Regions from separate parts of the Sus scrofa genome. Here region 1 is linked to region 2. A link is a contact called in public Hi-C data. All regions are on one chromosome and are shown on one strand. The core of a region is the stretch at or near the end of the contact, and the rest is flanking DNA. Distances in the headings are between cores, read along the strand shown. Region 1 overlaps PAM (peptidyl-glycine alpha-amidating monooxygenase). Region 2 holds the start of PAM (peptidyl-glycine alpha-amidating monooxygenase).

Region 1 (2,945 bases), core at 346-2,845, 130 kb before region 2:
CTTCTCAAGGGCCTTCCTTGTTTCTACATTTTAATTACTCCTATTTTTCTTACATGATTTTCAAATGTTCTAGTCTTCATATTATAGTTATTCTTGATTTCTTTTTCTTTCTGTTCTTTATCATTCTATTTTCTTGATTTTTTTTTTGCCAACTACTGATTTCTTTTCATCTTTTATTCCTTTCCTCTAACATTTTTTCTTTTGTTTCCTTTCTTACTTGCTTATCTCCTCTCCTCTTAAAGATGGGTATTAAACTTAGTTTCATCTACATTTTAAGACAAGAATACTTTCTTCACCAAAAGTACTCATATTATCACAGTTCTGAATCTTCCTCACTCAGTTCATGAGGAAAAAGTTCATGAGGAAAAGAGTTTCTGGGGTTTCTGTATCTATTTCTTCCTGAGTATTCTCAATAGGAGGATAATTATCATTTCTCATGAAAGTTTATGAGGTATATGACCTATATGCCAGCTGGATCAAGTCATGGCACATGATCAATAGAAAGTGATAGGGAAAGTGGAAGAAACCAGTTCTGAGATGATCAGACAGAACAAGTAATTACTTACACAGGTAGGAAGTTTAAGTTTCAAGTCAGAGAAAACCCAACTCAATCTGGATGAAACAAGAAAGGCTAACATAAAGGAAAAGTCCCTAAGTAGCAATGTGACCAAGAGCCTCTATTCTTTCAGTATCTCTGCACCGTCATCAACAGTACGAGTTTTATTCTAGACATGGCTCCTCTCATGAATTCAGCAGACCCTAGGACTTCATACCTTCTGTTCACATGCATGAAAAAAAAATGCATTCCCAGCAAAGGTCCTAAGATTTGACTGGATTGGTCTAGGTCACATGCCTTCTTCTGAACCAATCACAAAGAAAAGGGAAGTAGAAGACAGTGATTTGCTAATCCTAGTCCCTGTGCTCCACCTCTGGATCCTGGGTAAATAGTTCCCTGGGAACCACAGTGAGAAGGAATGGTAGGCTGGAAAGGCAACCAGCAAACGTGCATTGCAAGAGGCAAAGCTGAACGCAGACAGTTCAAAATAACATGCTGCAATTTCCTTATTAATATATGTTGTTTTATCCATAGAGTTATTTTGATAATTACAAGATTATGAAAATTGAGCTCCTCTTCCTTCTTTTATAATTAATTCCCCTAGGAACTTTTTCTGAGAATGTTCACCCCAACACATTAACTATTATGATTATTGTTAAATAATTTAAGTGTTTTTACTGTAAAACAAAGGGAAGAAAAAAAATAACAACAGAATAATAACAAACTACAACAAATGACTATTTGAGAAAATGATATTTTTGTTGGAAAAGAGGGCTTAATGAGTAACCAGTGAATATTTTTACAAAGTAATATAAAGTCATTTTAAGCAAATACAGCAGAAAAATCACTTTTAAAAGTGAGAAGAGACAAGAAGAAGCAGATTTGAGAAGTGAGCCACTATCACTGTTCTTTCCTCTTCCCAATCTCATTATACCTCTTTTTACTAAATACTAAATAAAGAGCTTATAAAATGAAAAGGCCAGGACACTAATAACTAAACATACAGAAAAGTCATCTGCTTGGTCATTTCGGGATAGGCAGGGCTGAGGGAGTAAGGGCCAATTTTACAACAGTAGTTATTTATAAATACTTAGACAACGCATGGATATTCAAATAAATGAATGTCAATCCTTAGTTGTCCAAAAAGGACCATGTATGTCTTTGAGCTTCTGAACATTAATTTCAAAAGAATTCTCCACAGTATGTAGAACACTTTTATTTTCTCAGTACTTTAAAAAAGAAAGAAAGAAAAAGAAAGGACAAGGGGGAGGCTATCTGCAACAGTGAGTCATCAGCCACTGCAGCTCTACAACACCTAGGTCTTTCCCTGTCTCTGCAGCGTTTCAAAAGAAGAAGACTATCTTTTAATGACATACATAAATCCCTGCACTGTCTGGCTGAAAAGCATAATTAATTCTGGCTTTTTCATGCTCAATGAAACACCTTGCACACATGACAGTAGTGGGTTTGAGCTTCTCGTTTACACGTAAAATAGGGAAAGCCCTAGCAACAACCTAGTTCTACTCAAAATGCTCTTTAAGTCACGGTAGCTTGAGTTCTGCCACTATTTCTTCAAAATATATTCTCTTGTGACAAGCAAATCATGCTAAAGAAAACTCACAATCGGCCACCTGTAAGAACAGTTTTTTTTTTTTTTTTAACTTTTCAAAGTGTAGAATATTTTATTTTTCAAATTCTTGGCAGTAAACTCACGCTTTTACTTTTCAACCTGTGGCTGCCATAGAAGGGTATTCATACAACACAATCTCTCAGCTGCAGCTTCTCAATATCATATATCTTTATTACAACATTTTTTTCATATTTTAATATATACTTACATGCTGCATTAGAGGCTATTACTCCATTGAGAATTTCAACACATAAATTTTCAAGGTTCCATTTCAAAACACAAATAATATGGGTAAACTTTTTAAAAAGAAATTTAACCAAAAATTTACTCCTCTTTATATTTAATTATTCTATCCCTATCTGAAGAGTCTTGGAAGCAAATGTCTCCTTTTAAAGAACTAACTACTGCTATAAATGCAGTATTTTTCTTTTAATTATAGACTGTATACAGAACATGTGAACAATGAAATACAGAATTCCTCTCACCTGTTTAGGTGTAACCCCAGGCATGCGAATATCCAATGCAAAATCTGATGAATCAATAGGAATTACTGGTCTGGTGGTACCAAGACATTCATTAGAAAATGATCTGGAAGTTTCTTTAAACCTTAAAAAATAAGAAAATTTCTTTGAACATAATGGAATCTTAACTGGACATGAGATGGAACAGCTTGAACATAATGGAATCTTGACATGAGATGAAAAAAATGAATTCTATGACTTTAAGGATTGTTAAAAAAAAACAAAAAAAGATTAAAGA
Region 2 (2,700 bases), core at 142-2,641:
TCCAAAGACTTGTGCCAATAACGATCTTTTGCTATTTGAAATCCTGTGACCACAGAAATAGGAAAGGTCCATAGCTTTGTACATCGGGTTGGGTGAGGAAGAGACGATTTCAACTCTGAATATTAATAATCAGATCCAGAAATACAAACAAAGCTATTGGCCAAATCATCTAAAGAGACATAATTATGTCTCACACGAAGGACCACAACTCAGAGAATTAGAACACTGGACATGCCGTCAGGCACCTTTATGAGACCAGATACAATGGCTCAAAATTAAGTAATACACTGAGATCATCCCACCGGATCGTCACAAGGACCCTCAGCGGTGGGAAAAGCAGACCCGCATTTCACAGATGAGAACGTAAGGTGTCCAAAAGGATCGGGTACAAAGGCTACACCCAACAAAGGTTGGGTGGCTGAAAGCAGGCTTAAATTCCCATTTTCCAAGTATCTAAGTAATGGATACTTTCCATCTGGCCTCTGCGATCGCCCTTTGCCGGCGTACAGGGCCGGCAAAACTGCAGGGAGGAGAGCAGAGCTGGGCAAGGACGCGAGAGAAGAGGAGAGGGAATTTCCATAGCTGCCCGGCACTCGCTGATAATCAACTCGGGTCGCTACTTGGCTCCAGCCCTTCTGCCCTCCCAGCGGCCCCAGCTTGCACCCCAAACTTGTCTCAGGGGAGGGCGGGAACCGGGGAGCCTTTCTCCACAGTACGGAGAGTTCCCCAAATTGAGAAAAGAAACGGCGAATGAAGAATTTTACCCACAGGATGAGGCGCAAGGAGAAGTGCGAAGGTGAGGACAGGACGGGAGGCTGACCCCTCACTACTAGCCAAGGCTGTGGCGGTGCCAAGGGGGACTCAGAAAGATAGACTAGAAGTTCCCGAGACCCTCCCTGGCCGCGGCTCTGGAGCCCGCGCGACCCCAGCTTCCCGGGAGGAAATCAACCACCGCCTCGGGCGCCGAGAAGCGGAGGGAGCTGAGGCAGCACGATCCCCCGTCCCGGCCCAGCATCAGCCCAACTTCCTTAGCCCCCTTCCCGGCTCCCACCCTCACCCTTGCCTCGACCGCCCGCGGGTTGCGGCAGCGGTGGCGGCCACGGCGGCCGCGGTACTAACCTGCGCAGCCCCGGGCACAGTCCGGGACGGAAGCGGGAGCCTGCGGGCGGCGGAGCGGAGGGCGCGGCGGGCGGAGTTAGTTGGTAGGCTCCGGCTCTCTGGGCGGGGAAAGGCCGAGCACGCGGCGGCCTCGGCGGAGGGGGCTCTCTCCTGGAGCGCGCGGGGCCCAACCCCGTCCGCAGTTCGCCCTCGGATAAGGGGTTCAGCTCCCAGTCCCTCCCCGCGGGGCGGCTCCGCTGTTGCCGGCCGCCCCCGAGCCCGCCCCGTGCTCGCGCCTCCGCTCCGCCCCTGCCTCCTCGGGCGCGGGGGCCGCGGGGGTTGGGAAGGAGGTCCCCGCAGAGTCAGCTCCCGGTCGCGCGCAGCTTCCCGAGGTTTCCCTGCGGGATTCGCTGTCCTGGGTGTTTGGACTCACGTGTGGGCAGTAAGTGGCCGAGAGCTGGAACTATCGCCGGGGGAAGGGGGTCAAGGCCCGGCCTGAAAGTCTCCCTTTGCTCCGCCCGAGTCCCAAGTCCCTAAAAGCAGCCCTGCCAGGTGGCCACGCCGGCTGCCCGGAGAGAGGCCGAGGAAAATGTCGGACTCTCCCTCCGCCCAGCGCGGGGCTAGGAGGATATTTCCCAAGAGAATCAAGGACCCCCTACCTCCTGTTCCCGCCGCAGGTTGGGGGACTCCCGCAAAGAAAGTGTGCGGAACCGGCCAGCGGGGCACCGGGGTTGAACCTGTGGAAAAAGTGCAATTTCCTTTCTGCCCAGTCGCTGGATTCTGGCCACCTCGCTCATGGCTTCGAAGTGCTTTCCTGCCCTCACCCCAAGCCTGGCGCCAGAAACCCCCTTTCCTAGCTTGGCTTCCCACCTCTACGTGTTCCTTTTGCGAGGCCTTTTTTCAGCTCGCAGTGCGCTCAACGCGCACACTCTTAGCGCTTCACCCCTAAACTGCAGGCAGGGAGCCCAGAAATCAACTCCCTCTCTACCTCATCCCAAAGCAGGGCAAAACAGGGAGCCACGGAGTTGGTAAGTTCCAGCCGAAAAGGTTTATACTCAAGTGGCTTGGTGCTGTGCTTTACTGACCCCACGCACAAACTGATACGCGTTTAATTCAAGGGCAGGTGTTTGCTACTGCCTTTACTTCCCCTCAGGTAACCTCTAGAGTGTGTTCAACGTGACTTTTCATTCCCCAAACCAGCCACTTCGCATCTTCCAAAATCCTATCCTCCTTTCCCCAACTTCTCCCAACCAAACGACCGGCAAGGATATCCAGCTCAGTGTTCTGGTTTTTCCAGGCGCTTTTTCCTTCTGCAGCCCTTGGTTTGGGGGATGGGGGTCGGTAGCGTGAGAGGAGGGATGCTGAAGAAGATGAGGTAGAAGCCAGTGGAAGGCAAGTAAGGAAAATGAGAACCTACAAAGAGCGAGAGAGGCTGCAATGAAGGAGGCAAAAGCCCTCCAGCCATAGAGGAACTACCAGAAAGAAAATTCATTTCTCTGCAGGGAAAACAACGATGCTTGCATTGGATAGATTGGAATATCTGGACTGCCTCCCATAAAGAATTTTCAGCCAGAGATGGAGAGTCAAGGATACACTTCAGGA

Evidence for each region. A called contact is a pair of places that touch in the nucleus more often than the background predicts.
Region 1: a contact with region 2 is called in a Hi-C map of heart right ventricle, with 1.8 times the contacts expected there. The contact joins the enhancer-like site here to the promoter of PAM in region 2. A contact is called at or near these places in 5 of 47 Hi-C or Micro-C datasets (fetal heart ventricle, fibroblasts, heart right ventricle and 2 more) and 2 of 2 datasets of contacts at active chromatin or transcription factors (alveolar macrophages and skeletal muscle).

Annotation. Positions count from the first base shown.
Region 1 is chr2:108,380,976-108,383,920 of Sscrofa11.1, reverse strand. It overlaps PAM (peptidyl-glycine alpha-amidating monooxygenase), which reads right to left. Exons shown (of 26, transcript XM_021084557.1): 4 at 2,672-2,792. Among named protein-coding and RNA genes, the nearest start is that of PAM, 130 kb to the right of the region's middle. Within about 2 kb of position 1,595, at least 3 of the 83 cell types and tissues checked have an H3K27ac peak or open chromatin away from gene starts, as enhancers often do.
Region 2 is chr2:108,254,614-108,257,313 of Sscrofa11.1, reverse strand. PAM (peptidyl-glycine alpha-amidating monooxygenase) reads right to left here and starts at 1,391. Exons shown (of 26, transcript XM_021084557.1): 1 at 1,120-1,391.